Linked DNA regions of Sus scrofa: regions 1 and 3 are each linked to region 2. The links are chromatin contacts, called in public Hi-C and HiChIP or PLAC-seq maps. All regions are on one chromosome and are shown on one strand. The core of a region is the stretch at or near the end of the contact, and the rest is flanking DNA. Distances in the headings are between cores, read along the strand shown.

Region 1 (4,374 bases), core at 930-3,429, 66 kb after region 2:
TGGGGGTGCTCCCAGCATGGAGTACAAAAGGCAGGGATGCTGCTTGGCCCCTCGGCCCCCAGCACATCCCTAGGACCTTGACCCAGCCTTACAACCGTCCTCCTCGTGTCATAAAACTTTGCCTTGGACCATCATCATCCTAACTGCCTGCCATACCTAGGACCTAGCTTCTCAAATCAGACTCCCCACCTCCTGCACGCTCGCAGGGCAGGGCTGGGTGCTTCTCTCAGGGGAGGAGTAGGATCACAGACACAGGTGCTCCCACAGCCAACACCCCACACCCAAGGGTGGGCAACAGATGCTTCCAGAGCCCCTGCAAGCCTCCTCAGTCCAGGCCCAGGGAGACCAGATACACATACCAAGGATGCAGGAGCACCCACCACCATGTCAGTCTGGGGCCTGGAAGGGCTCAGGGCTGGCAGTGGGAGCAACTGCGGGCTCACGCAGCCCCCAGCCTCCAGCCTCCAGCCAGGCCATGGGTCTGGTAACATTAATATGCTGGTAATTTTGAAACCCCAGTTCTGACAATAAAGTCTACCTCTTCTGGCAAAAGCCAGCCAGTGCCACGCTGTCCTCCCAAATGCCACTGGGACTCCACTGCCAGTTTTCTCCAAACTTTAAGGTTACTCTCTGCCTGTCTTTGCTGCAAAGATGGCCCATGTTATAGCCTTTAGGTAAAGCGGAACAAATTTGGGGAAAAGAAATTGGCAAGGTATTTTATCAAAGAGAGGACAGGGGGGGTCCCCACAGGTGGGAGAAGTAAGATGTTCCCACCAAGACCTGCAGCCTCCACAAAGTCATTCCTCCACCATGCAACTCAGTGACTCCAAACCCTGCACCAATAAGCCGGTACACCCCTCCGCGGCAGACCCCTCCTCCACCCACGGCCCATCGCAGCTGCATTTCCAACTTTCCCACAGTGCAGGAATGCAGCCCAGGTCCAGAGAAGGTAGGGCAAGGGCTTCTGTTGTGTAAACGACCTTCTTGCCTTTGACTGCGGAGGTAAGGCCTCCAACAACCCTTATTTGGGGTGACAACACTTCGCTGACAGCTGGGCCGACTGGCTCCCACCAACAGGTGTGCCTTGGGGAGATGGAGATTCGAACAGGAGTCTTCTCCAGGAGGAGAGGAGGACCGGGGAGCCCAGGCTCCCACTAAGACATAGGGGGGGTTGCCGAGTTGGCCAGTTCTGAAAACCGGCTAAGGCCCCTCTGGGGCTCCACCTGCCCCGACCCCAAGAAAAGGGGACAGGCTGTCTTCTCGCCCATGCGGTGTACCTCACTGGCAGGGACATGGGTCTTCCCCACACAGACTGGTCTGAGAGAACGGAGATTGGAGGGGCCCTGCACGCAGGGAACAGGGCTCCACCTGGTGGGAAGAGTGGAGAAAGGATCCCAGGAGGCAAGGGGCACATCTACTGGACTACAGCCGGAAGGTCTGGACCTGAACAGATGCTGGGGTCAGCAAGGGGGGCACACCTGGTGGGGGAGAGACGGAGGGCCAGCCCTGTGCAGGGAGAGGCCGTGTCTCAAGAGAAGGGGCATAGGGCAGACCCTCCAGGGTTATGGGGGCCTGACCTGGAGAGCAGAAGCAGAAGCTGGCCCTGCAGGGATCAAGGAGTGGACAGCAGAGGCCGGGACTGATCCCGAAGCGTCCTGGGAGCCCACCTGGACAGGAGGGGCGAGGGCTAATCCTGAAGGAACCCGGGCCCGTTCTGGACAGCAGAGACTGGGGACTGACACTTCGGGGATTGGGGATCAGGGCCCTGCCATGGAAAGAAGAGGCACGGGCAGATCCTGAGGCTCTGGGGCGCTGATGTGGACAGCAGAGGCAGGAGCTGGCCCCTCGCGTTTCAGGGACTCAGCCTGTACAGCAGAGATTGGGGATGACCCTGCGGGGTTTAGGTGGCCCAGAGGCCGACGGCACCGAGTACGCTGACCCCAAGGCCCGGGGTCCCCACCGTGGACACCACGCAGGGCCGCCACGCTCGGCCGTCCCCGCGCCGCTGGCCCTGGGGACCCCGCAGGCCAGGCCCACTCACCGAGCAGCAGCAGCTTGAGCTCGCGCCGGGCGTCGCGCTTGTCCCGCCGCAGCTGCTTCTCAATCTCGGCGTTGATCCTTTTGGACTCCTTCACCTCATCGCTCAGGCAACACGCCATCATGGACTCCAGAGTCATCGTTCCGGCCCCGGCCGCCCGCCGGCCGCCCCCGCCGTCGCCCCCCGGCCGGCCCGGCCCTGGCCCGGAGCTGCCCTGGCCGCGCCCGCCTGGCCCTCGGCGCTCGGCCCCCGGGCCGGCGGTCAGCCTCGGCCACCTGCGAGCGCCGGTCCCGCTTGGCCGCTGATCCCGCCCGGACGCCCTCTGCCCGCGCCGCCGCCGCCGCCACTGCCGCCGCCACCGCCAACCGCAGCCGCCGCGACCGAGCGACAGCGCCTCACAACCTAACCCGCGCCCGCACAGCGCCGACGGGCGGCCAGTGCGGCCAATGGGAGGGGGCGGTGGCCCGCGCGCCCGCCGCGGGGGCGGGACTAGCAGCTGGGCTGGGCGGGGCGTCGCACGGGCGGGGCGGGGCGGGGCGAGGCGGGCGCGCCCGAGGGTTAGGTTGCGCCGACGTGGGAAGGGGGACGCGCAGCTGGGAGCCGGGCGGGGCCGCCCGGGATTGTGGGAATGTGGCGGACTCTGCAGGGCGGCTCGGCTGCGCTCGGCTCCGCTCGGCCCTGCTCGGCTATGCTGGAGCTAAAGGCTCAGATCCGCAGCTGCTGTCGGTCGATCCGTCGGGCTCCATGTGAGGCAGCGAGGTACCAGCATTCACGGCCTCCCAGGACCCTGCCATTGCCTGACCAGAAATGAACCTTACTCTCAACCATTCTTGGAGCATGCATTAAGGGAACCTCTCCTATATACCAGACTTGGGCTTAGCATTAATGTAAGGCCTTCTGTATGCCAGGTATGGAATGAGCATTAATGGAGTACTTGCTGTATACCAGGCCTGGACCAGCTATTAATGCCGTGCCCACGATGTAACCAAGCATTAATGCAATGCCTGGTGTATACCAGGCAGGAAACAAACATTAGTGGAATGCTTACTGTAAACCTTGCATGTCCAAGCATTAATGCAACACTTGCTATATACCAGGCATGGACCAGGTATTAGTGCAGCGCTACTATATTACAGTCAGGGAACAAGGATTAATGAAGTGCCTACTATATACCGAGTCCTGCCAAGTTAATTTTATGGTAGCATAGCCACGCCCATTCATTTATGGAGATTTGCTGCCTTTACCCTGCACCAGCAGAGTTATGTAGTTGCTACAGCCCTAAAATATTTACTATCTGGAAGTTCCCATCGTGGCTCAGTGGTTAATGAATCAGACTAGGAACCATGAGGTTATGGGTTCAATCCCTGGCCTCGGCTCAGTGGATTAAGGATCCAGCGTTGCTGTGAACTGTGGTGTAGGTCGCAGATGTGGCTTGGATCTGGCATTGCTGTGGCTCTGGCATAGGCTGGCGGCTACAGCTCCAATTTGACCTCTAGCCTGGGACCCTCCATATGCCGCGGGTGCAGCCCTAGAAAAGACAAAAAAAAAAAAAAAATTTCACTGTCTGGCCTCTTAACAGAAAGAGACCTAGAAAGAGGCCCAAACACACAGGAGGTACTCAACCCATGTGTTTCGAATGATGGGAAAAGTATAAAAGTCTGAGGTGCTCCTCATGCTGAGACCCATTTCATGGACAAGGAAAGTGAGGTGCCATTCTCCACAGTTCCCTGACATCGGCACCTCCCCCAGCCCTGACTTGGCTGGAACCCCCACCCCCACCCCCGGCTCTGCCCAGATCACATCATGTACCTTCCAAGCTGCACCTTGAACACTGTGCTCACCTGTCTTGAGATAAGGGGAGAGGGGAAGGTCAAGGTCTCCACTGATTAGTTGATTGGGACTGAGGAAAGGTTGGCTCCTTAAGGCTCTGATCTTGGCCCTTCTGCCCCCACCCTAGTTGGACACGCAGTCAGGGCAGGGGTCTGGGGTCCCCCTCCACACCCTGTCCCACAAATAGAGGAAAGCTCCACTTGAATAAAGAACTGTAACCAGGGAAATGAACAGAAACATTGTCCCCTGGACCTTGGCTCCAATGTCCCCTCCTCCAGGGGCCGTCAGGCCAGGTCTTTCCAGGCCAGACCTTTCCAATGCCACCCCCCCACCCCAGCAGCACCCTGCTGGACTTTCCCACAGCCCTTTCCACAGCCCGAAATCATCTTCTTTGCTTGCCTGTTCCCTCCTCACCCTATTGTAGGGTTCTCTGTTCTGATCACTGCTGCCTCTAGTATAGTACACAGTAGGTGCTCAATAAGTATTGAAGGGAAGAATGGATGGGT
Region 2 (4,668 bases), core at 1,587-4,086:
CGGTCACCCTCGTGTCTGGGTGGGCACTGGACACCTGGACAGAAGTTACCAATTTCCACAACAGGATCAGACCTGAGCGGGGTTTGCAAACTTTTCTATCTATGGCCTAGTGCCAGTCTTCTCTCCTTGTGGGTGGCACTTGTCCTTTGCTGCAGGAAGCCACCAACTGGTGGGTATAGCCACATGCTGATAAAACTTTATTTACAACACGGGGCAGAGAGCCCAGCCCCAGTGAGGCAGTCCTACAAGCCTGCCCAGGTGGTTGGTTACATCCCCACCTCCCAGGACCTGTTTCAATGTGGACCAAGTGAGATGGGCACAAGCAGGCCACCCTAGCAGGGCCAGAGTCCGGGGCAGGGGGGGGGGGATGAGGTCACACCCCAGGGCCCAGCTCACACCCCAGCTCAAAGAGCACACGCCTCTCCTTCCCAGCAGCCCGCCCGCCTGTTTCTCAACAGGAGCGAACAGGAAATTGGGAAAGGAGGCCCAGCAAGGGTTGCACCAGGAGGCGGGGCGGGGAGCAAGGGTGTGCGCGGTGACACTGGGGACTCTGCAATCAGCAATGACCCAGCAGGTCAACTCTCAAAGCTTCCACCACCGGCAGAGCCAGGGGCTCCCTCTGTCCCCAGCATATCCCCAGCTTCTCAGCAGGAGAGGCAGAACAGGGGAGGGAGGAGGGCAGGGAGAAAGCAGAGAGGGTTCTCAAGGAGGACACTAGTCTGAAGTACCCATCTGCAGAGGGGAGAGTGGGCCACCCAGCAGGCAGGCCAGATTGATGAGGTGAGGGAACGGCGGGCAACTCCTCCTGGAGAGTTCCAGGATCTGGACCTGCTGGATTTCAGGATTGTCCAGACCAGGACAGCAGCTCATTACAATTAAATAACGCTGAAGATCCCTTTCCTCCGTTGCATGAACTACATCTTCAGTGGCCACCTGCGACAGCACTGCCGTGACAGCACTGTCTCCTCAGGAGGATGCCAACAATGCATACAGACGGACCACACGTTAGGGCTCCTGGCTTTCTAACCCACTGGTTAGGAGCCTGGGGCCTCGGGTCTAGAGCCATCACTGTAAGCCCCCTCTTGGCACTGCTGACATTCCAGCCCAGACCATTCTGTGGGGGAGCCATCCTGGGCACTGTGTGGGGTGGAGCACCCTTCCTGGCCCCATCCACTCAATGCCAGAGGCCCCCCTCCATGACAACAACAGTCATCACTCAGTGACCCGTAGGTTGACAATCATTGCACTAAACAGAAATGACATAACTCTGGGACAGGGAAGGATCTGAGAGAAAGTCCCAAGAAACCGGGGCCCCTCAAGGGCCCGGCAGTGGCAGGGGGTCCAGGCTGGGCCTAAGGTCCCAATTGCAGGGGCAAGTCCAATAGAACCAGGGCTCAGAGATGAACCAGGACCAGGAGGAATGGGGAGGGGGTTTCCTCATAGGGAGGGCAGGCGTTAACTTGTGGGGACCTAAGACACCAGGCCGGAAGGTTCTGGAACACCAGATACAGCAAAGCTGGGAAAAGAGAGGGGAATTTAAAATGAGCTGGGCAACGAGGTCTGAGAGATGAGGGAACAGGGCTGGGGAGTAGGATCTAGGCCTCTGCGTCTGAAATCCTGGGAAGGAGCGGGAGTGTCCCAGGAAGCCGACAGATGGGTATGCACCAAAGGAGAGAACAAAATATGGGGTCTAGGAGATTTCAGGAGCCCAAACACAAGGGACTGAAAGGGGGTGGGGGCGGAGGGATTAGCTAAGCCCTTCTGAGGAACCTGACACATAAGCTGCGACCAGGAAGCAGAGCCTAGGAGAGAGAGACCTGGACACCGGGCCACGCTGAGGTTGGCGATCAGAGCTCTTGAGCCCTAAGGGGGGCAGAATGTGGGCACTGGACAAAGAGCACCAGGGTGCTCTGGGCTATGGATGGTTGGGAAGCTCAGCCTGGCAGAACCGAGCTGAGAGGCTCCAGTCCAAGTCAAGTAGGTCAAAGGTTGGAGCTCTGGTCCACGTGGGAATCAGAGAGAGAGGGGACCCAGGAGTCCAAACGCAGGAGGAGCCTGGCCTGAGAGTAAGAGCTCTGACTTCTGGAGCATATAGCCCTTGTCGGGGCCGGGGAGCTGGGAGTGCCAGTGCAGCAGGTTCCTGGGGCATTAGGCAGAGAGAGCTGGGGGCCTAGCGTGGATCTAGGTGTTCAGGCTCTGACTTGCCAGGGGTCTTGGGTAAGAGTCTAGAGACCAAGTGAGGTCTGCGCTTGGACTCCTGCTAGACAGGTGGGAGAGACGGGTCCTAGGGCCCGAAGAGCAGAGACCAAACCAAGGGAGAGAGGTATCCCGGCTGGAGTAGGCCAGGGCCCCAGTAAAGGGGGAGTCTGAGTGGGAAAGCAGGTTGGGGTAGGCAAAGCCGGGGTAGGCCAGGGGCCCAGGAGGAGAGCCGGACTCCGTGGGGAGATGAGGGGCCCGGGTCCACGTACCATAGGGCTGTCCCTGCAGGTCGTACTGCTGCATGCGGTACACGGTAAACTCGTGCGCCGCGTCGGCGGCTGGCAGCGGCGGCGCCACGAGCAGCAGCACGGCGGGCAGGAAAACGATGAAGCCAAGTGGCAGGCACGACGCCTTCAGCATGTTCTCCAGCACCTCGCCCGCTTCCTCCAACATCCTGGCCGGCGGCGGGGCCGCGCGGGGCGGCGGCGGGGACGGGACGGCGACAGCGGCGACTCCCGCGGACTCACCTCGGCATGGGTAGGCGCCGGGGTCCTGCGGGCGCCGTGCCGGGCAGCCTGCATCCGCTTCGGGGTCCTGAGGGCACCGCTGAGGGCTACATGCCCGCCGCCCTGCCGACTGGAAGTTGTAGTTCTCCAGGCGCGCGCGGAGGCATCTGGGAATCGTAGGCCCATTCCGTTACTTCCAGATGGCGAAGGGTGAAGGGGACCGTTTGGCTAAAGTTTCACATAAACTCCAAGCCAGAAGCTACAGAGACTTTAAAAATGCTATTAGCAGTGGAACTTACTGAAATTCTGCTTTACTTTGGGAAAAGAGGAGGGAAGGGGGTGTGTTGCAGGATGTGACCTCGCGACCCGGAAGTAAGTTTGGAAGCAATTGGGGACGGGGGGCGGGGGGGAGTGGAACGTGATACTCTAGGTCTCCTGGGAATTGTAGTCTAATTGAGCAAGCGCAAGGGGTCATGGGAGCTGGAGTCTTTTAGACAGAAGTTGGAGAAAAATCACTTAAAATTCCCAAAGAATATAGATGTTAAACTACATAAGGACAAAGAATTTTGTCTGCTTTGTGCACTGATTTATACCTCATAACGTAACACAGGGTCTAGCACACAGTGGATGGTTTATATAATTTTTGGATAAATGAATGAAATAGAATAAAGAAATCCTGATAGAAGGTTCCTAAGGGATGTCGCAATGGATTGTGGGACTTGTAGTCAGGAGCCAGGCGTTGTGCCAAGATTGGAGAGATAATTATTTTGTGCTTATGCTTATTTATATTGGGGACATTCTCATATTAAAAAAAAAAAAAAGTTTAGTGTTAGAAATTCAAATTTCACTGGGTGTCTCAGATTTGTATTTTCTTATCTGGGCACCCTAAGAATCCAATTGTCTCAGGGTCCCTGGAGGCGTTGAAGAGCATTAGTAATTCACACCCTCTTGTACAGATGGGAAGACCGAGGCCACAGGGTGCAGAGCACACTGGCCCTAGCCCCCAGACTCTGATACTGTTGCCAAAGGAATTGGGCCCTCCCTCCTACCCAAGGGAGAAGTGGCAGTTATGCTGATTAATAGCATGGGTTCAAGTCCCAGCTCATCCACTTCCCAGGCTGTGTGACCTTGGGCATGTTGCTTCACCTCTCTGACCCTCTTTTTCCTCAGCTGCCAAATATGATCATCAAACACTCTTCTTGGGCTCCCCAGGGGTGTGTAAAGATTCAATAAGATAATCCACGTGAACCGACTTGGAAAAAGCAAGGCAGACGTGAAATGCTCAATAAGTGTTGGTATTAGGAGAAAGCACCAAGCTTGTGCAGCCTCAGAGCTGCTGCATCTGCTATCCCTGCGAAACACTCACGCCCCTCCCCCACCCCACCTTTCTGCATGGCTAGCTCCTTACTGAAATGATGGGCATCTCTTAGTTTGAGGCTTGTCAACCCTACCAAACTGTGACCGTTATGTGGGCAGGCACCAGGTTATTTTTCGCTGGAACTCCAGTGTCCAGAACAGAGCCTGACACACAGTGGTTGCGTGAGTGAATGAAAGAGTCATGAACACCCCAACACACCAGCCCAGCCCTCCCAGCTATGTCCCCTGCTTCTGGCCATCCCGAGGCCTCTCCAGGGAGGTCCTAGGCACCAGGAGTAATGAGCGGCCCGGTAGGGCTGGGAAAGGGATGAGAACTCATTCTGGCCCACATAATCCTCAGCAGCAAATGTTTATTACCTGCTTCTCCATCCAACCCTATTCTTCCACTCCAGGCTATGAACAGGCAAGACATGCACATGCGTCTCTCACACACACGCACACACACACTCACCCAGAATTAGAGAAAGAAAACAGCCTGAACTTGGCTCAGATAGCAGGAATTCGACTCGAGAGCTGTTCATGCTGCCTCCTCTCCTGACCCTTGGTTTTTTCTGTCTGTAAAATAAGATTCAATTAATCCTGCTTT
Region 3 (4,237 bases), core at 382-2,881, 83 kb after region 2:
CAACACTGGTCAAGGTTGTGACACTAGTCCTTGACCATTTTCCATGCTGTGACCCTGGCCCAAGGGACCTCAGGGTTTGGGTTTCTGGTTTGGGTCCTTCATCAGCCTGTACTCTGCATCACTGTTTTTGTCCATCTGTAGGTGGAGAAATCAATTCAGTGAGTCAAGACTCACATTTTCATTTTCAGCAATATAGAACGGGAAATATCATAACGCATCATGCTTAGCAGGGGCAAGTGTTATCTTGGTCAACTTTTATTGGGGGGATGCACATATTTAAATTTGTGTCCTGAGTAGTAGGTAGGTATACATATGCATATATATAATATAGTCCTTTTAGGTCCACACCCATGGCATATAGAAGTTCCCAGGCTTGGGGTGGAATTAGAGCTGCAGCCACAGGCCTACCCCACAGCTCATAGCAATGCCGGATCTTTAACCCACTGAGCGAGGCCAGAGATTAAACCTGTGTCCTCATGGATATTAGTCAGGTTCATTACCACTGAGCCACAACAGGAACTCTGGTATACATATTTTTAGTTAATTTAATTTTACTGGGAGAAGATGTCATGGTCAAAAAAAGTTTGAAGGCCCCCCTTATATACTGCATCTTGTTTCATAATTTAAATATTAACTGTCTGATGAGTTGATTCACTAAAATGGTGATTCCCAGCTGGGTGTAATTTTGCCCTATGGAGGGAGAGACAGACGGCAGGGGTTCCCTGGTGGCAAATCGGGTTAAGGATCCAGCATTGTCACTGCTGTGGCACAGATTCCATCCCTGGCCCAGGAACTTCCACCTGCCTCAGACTCAGCTAAAAAAATAAAAAAGAGAGACAGACAGACAGCTGCCAGCTGGCAATGTTGATGACATTTCTGGTTGTCACAACTTGGGGGGTGGGATTCTGCCCCCAGGGGACACCAGTCGATGTTGGGGGACATCTGTGGTTGTCATACCACAGGCTTCTGGCATCAACTAGGTGGGGCCCTGGCATGCTGCTCAACCCTCCACAGTGCCCAGAACATCCAACCCCAGAGAATGACCTGGCCCCAAATGTCCTAGAGGTGGAGGGACCCTGTGTTAATTATTTGGGGGAAAAAATGATTTTGATCTCTTAGCTCAAATTACACACCAGAATAAATCTCCAATGGTCAGCTGGTGTAGACCAGAGTGGCCCCCACTACCTGAGTCACTGCGCCCCTCCCACTAGGTGTGCATTTAAATGTGTACAGCATCCCAAGACCTCGGTGGTCTGATGGTCATAGAAACCAGCCTCTTGGGGGTCCATGCAATCCCCTAATCCAATGGGTCTCTCTCAGAGCAGTCCTGCCTCCCCTGGGGACAATAGGCCATGTCTGGGAACATCTGGTTGTCACAACTGGGGGGCTTCTGGCATGGAGTGGGTGAGACCTGGGATGCTGTTCTGCACCCCACAGTGTCCAGGACGGTCCGCACAGACCAATGTCCAAGGGCGAGAGGGTAACCTGGACTAGACTGTCTGGAGTGCAGCGCCGTGTCCAGCACAGAGTCTGGCCCACGGTGGACGCTCTAGCCCGCCAGTTGAGGGCTGCCTGCTACCTGCTCAGCCTCTGCCCGGGGGCTTCAGCTCCTGGGACATGCTGCCCCCATGTGGTCGATCCTGGAATCGCAATCTCGGTCCCTGTTAGTGGGTGGAGCCAGCGCTGACAGGCTGGCCTGACCTTGGGGAGCGAAAGCGCTTTCTGCCAGAACGGGAATACTCCAGCTCGGTGCTGCTCGGCACACTAGCCGCTTGAGCCCCGGAGCGGTGGCCAGGGCCACTGGGGACATACATTTTTCATTTCATTTCATTTCCATCAATTGACGCGTAAGACTATTTGACAGTGTATGGCTAGTGGCCGCCATAGCTCTAGTCTGGGGTCGCTCCTGCTTGGCACAGGGGACATTTGGGCTGTCCTGGACATTGCAGGATGTGAGCAGCATTGCTGGCTGGGGGTGGGGCCGGAGATTTTGCCTTTCTATCAAGACTCCAGGTGATGCTGCTGGGACCTGCCTGAGACCCACTGTCCTACTCCAGTGTCCCCCCACCCCCTCCAGCACTGCAGACAGGGGGTCAGCTCATCCTCTTGGGGCCGTCATGGGCACTGTGGGGTGATGAGTAGCCTCCCTGTTCCACCCACCCGGTGCCAGCAGCCCTCCAGTTGTGACAACCACAGTGTCTCCAGACATCACTCAGTGTCCCCTGGGGACAGAATCACCCCCAGCTGAAAACCAATGCTCAAGAATGTTCAAGGCCGGAGTTCCCGTCGTGGCGCAGTGGTTAACGAATCCGACTAGGAACCATGAGGTTGCGGGTTCGGTCCCTGCCCTTGCTCAGTGGGTTAACGATCCGGCGTTGCCGTGAGCTGTGGTGTAGGTTGCAGATGCGGCTCAGATCCCGCGTTGCTGTGGCTCTGGTGTAGGCCGGTGGCTACAGCTCCGATTCAACCCCTAGCCTGGGAACTTCCATATGCCGTGGGAGCGGCCCAAGAAATAGCAACAACAACAACAACAAAAAGACAAAAAGACAAAAAAAAAAAAAAAGAAGAAGAAGAAGAATGTTCAAGGCCATGCTCTCCACAGAACTTCCTGCCATGGGGGGCAATGATGGGCATCTTCCCTGTCCAGTGGGGTGGCCACCAGCCACAGTGGCTAGCCCCTGAGATGTGGCTTGTGCAACTGAGGAGCTCAATTTTTTAATTTCCTTTCATTTCAGTTAATGTACACTTCTAACACCCAGCTAAGGGGAGCCTCACGCTGGATTTCATTCCATCCTTACAACTTTCTGGAACTCTTAGGACTTCTGTTTGCAGATGAGAAAACAAAGGTGCAGAGAGAGGACTTGACTTGGTCCTCATCACTCAACAAGTAAAAGGCCAGAGTGAGGATACAAACCCGCAGCTGCCTATTAACTAGGAGGCTACACTGCCTCCCAGGACTGGCTTGGGGGCATCTGGGGAAAGTTAAGGAGATACATGCAGGACAGAGAACTCGCCAGACTGGAGATGGAATCTCATCTCTATCACTTCTTGGCTGTGTGAACTTAGGGGTATGTCTTGCCCTCTCTGAGCCCCTGGGTCTCCTTGGCTAGAGCCACTTCCTCTTGGGACTATTCTGGGGATTAAATCACATAGCCCATTGCCTTAGTCAGCTTGGGGTGCCATAAGAAAATACCATAGATGGGCTTAAACGACCAAAATCTATTTCTCATGCTTCTGGAGACTTGTAGTCCAAGGTTCCAGGAAGGTCAGTGTCTGGTGAGAACTCTCTCCTTGGGTGGCAGATAGTGTCTTCTTGCTGTGCCCTATCATAGTAGAGAGACAGCTCTTATCTCTTCCTCTTTTTTTATTTTATTTATTTATTTTTTTGTTTATTTTTAGGCTGCACTTGCAGCATATGGAAGTTCCCAGGCTAGGGGTTGAATTGGAGCTATAAGCTGCCAGCCTACACCACAGCCACAACACCAGATCCCAGCCAAGTCTGTGACCTACACCACAGCTCACGGCAACGGTGGATCCTTAACGCACTGAGCGAGGCCAGGGATGGAACCCAAGGCCAGGGATGGAACCTGAAACCTCATGGTTCCTAGTTGTGTTCATTAACCACTGAGCCATGAAGGGAACTCCTCTTCCTCTTCTTATAAGGGCACTAATCCGATTATGAGGGCCCCACCTTCATGACCTCATCTAACCCTAACTCCATTCCCAAAGATCCCCACTCCAAACACTATCGGCTGAGGGTAAAGGCTTCAACACAAGTCTGTTGGGGGGCAGGGGGGTGGGGCTCAGTTTCCTCAGCTGTAAAATGGGAGTGAATATGGTGCCCACCTCCAGTGCTTGGGACAGTGCCGGTGATATGAGAGTTTGGTAGACCCTGGCCTCTGACAATGAGGGGGGGCATTTATTTTGTTCAGGGGAGGGTGCAGGGATCTAGGTTCCAGGGAGCGAAAACAGCAGTTGCAGGTCCTGTGGGGTCTGTGCTATGCCTGCACCCGCTATATAGATGGGAAAGCTGAGGCCCAGAGAGGGAGAGACTATGGTCCAGAACCACACAGCCCACCAGGTGCACAGCTGCAGCTGGCCCTTGGCCCTTAGGTGTCTGAGGGAGGCAGCGGGAGCCTCTGGAGGGCAGGCCAGGTGGACAGACATGGCTTCCTGCTCCCTACAGCCCCTAAATGTGTCCAGGTGTCCCCAGAGATACATCTGCTAGAGGTGGCCT

The links. Hi-C and Micro-C count contacts between places; a contact is called where the count stands out from the background. HiChIP or PLAC-seq counts read pairs in DNA pulled down with a chosen protein or histone mark.
Region 1: a contact with region 2 is called in a Hi-C map of liver, with 4 times the contacts expected there. The contact joins the promoter of GNA11 here to the promoter of NCLN in region 2. A contact is called at or near these places in 1 of 5 promoter capture datasets (liver), 6 of 47 Hi-C or Micro-C datasets (embryonic fibroblasts, fetal skeletal muscle, liver and 2 more) and 1 of 2 datasets of contacts at active chromatin or transcription factors (alveolar macrophages).
Region 3: an H3K27ac HiChIP or PLAC-seq map of alveolar macrophages shows a contact between it and region 2. The contact joins the enhancer-like site here to the promoter of NCLN in region 2. A contact is called at or near these places in 6 of 47 Hi-C or Micro-C datasets (embryonic fibroblasts, epiblast stem cells, fetal liver and 3 more) and 1 of 2 datasets of contacts at active chromatin or transcription factors (alveolar macrophages).

Annotation. Positions count from the first base shown.
Region 1 is chr2:75,454,676-75,459,049 of Sscrofa11.1, forward strand. GNA11 (G protein subunit alpha 11) reads right to left here and starts at 2,180. Exons shown (of 7, transcript NM_001044538.2): 1 at 2,042-2,180. The coding sequence starts at 2,177.
Region 2 is chr2:75,387,765-75,392,432 of Sscrofa11.1, forward strand. It overlaps NCLN (nicalin), which reads right to left and starts at 2,837. Exons shown (of 14, transcript XM_021084134.1): 1 at 2,469-2,837. The coding sequence starts at 2,652.
Region 3 is chr2:75,472,075-75,476,311 of Sscrofa11.1, forward strand. All of the region lies in intron 2 of LOC110259368 (a long non-coding RNA gene), which reads left to right. Among named protein-coding and RNA genes, the nearest start is that of GNA11, 17 kb to the left of the region's middle. Within about 2 kb of position 1,632, at least 13 of the 83 cell types and tissues checked have an H3K27ac peak or open chromatin away from gene starts, as enhancers often do. A contact at or near this core is called in alveolar macrophages and fetal liver, where this site is marked.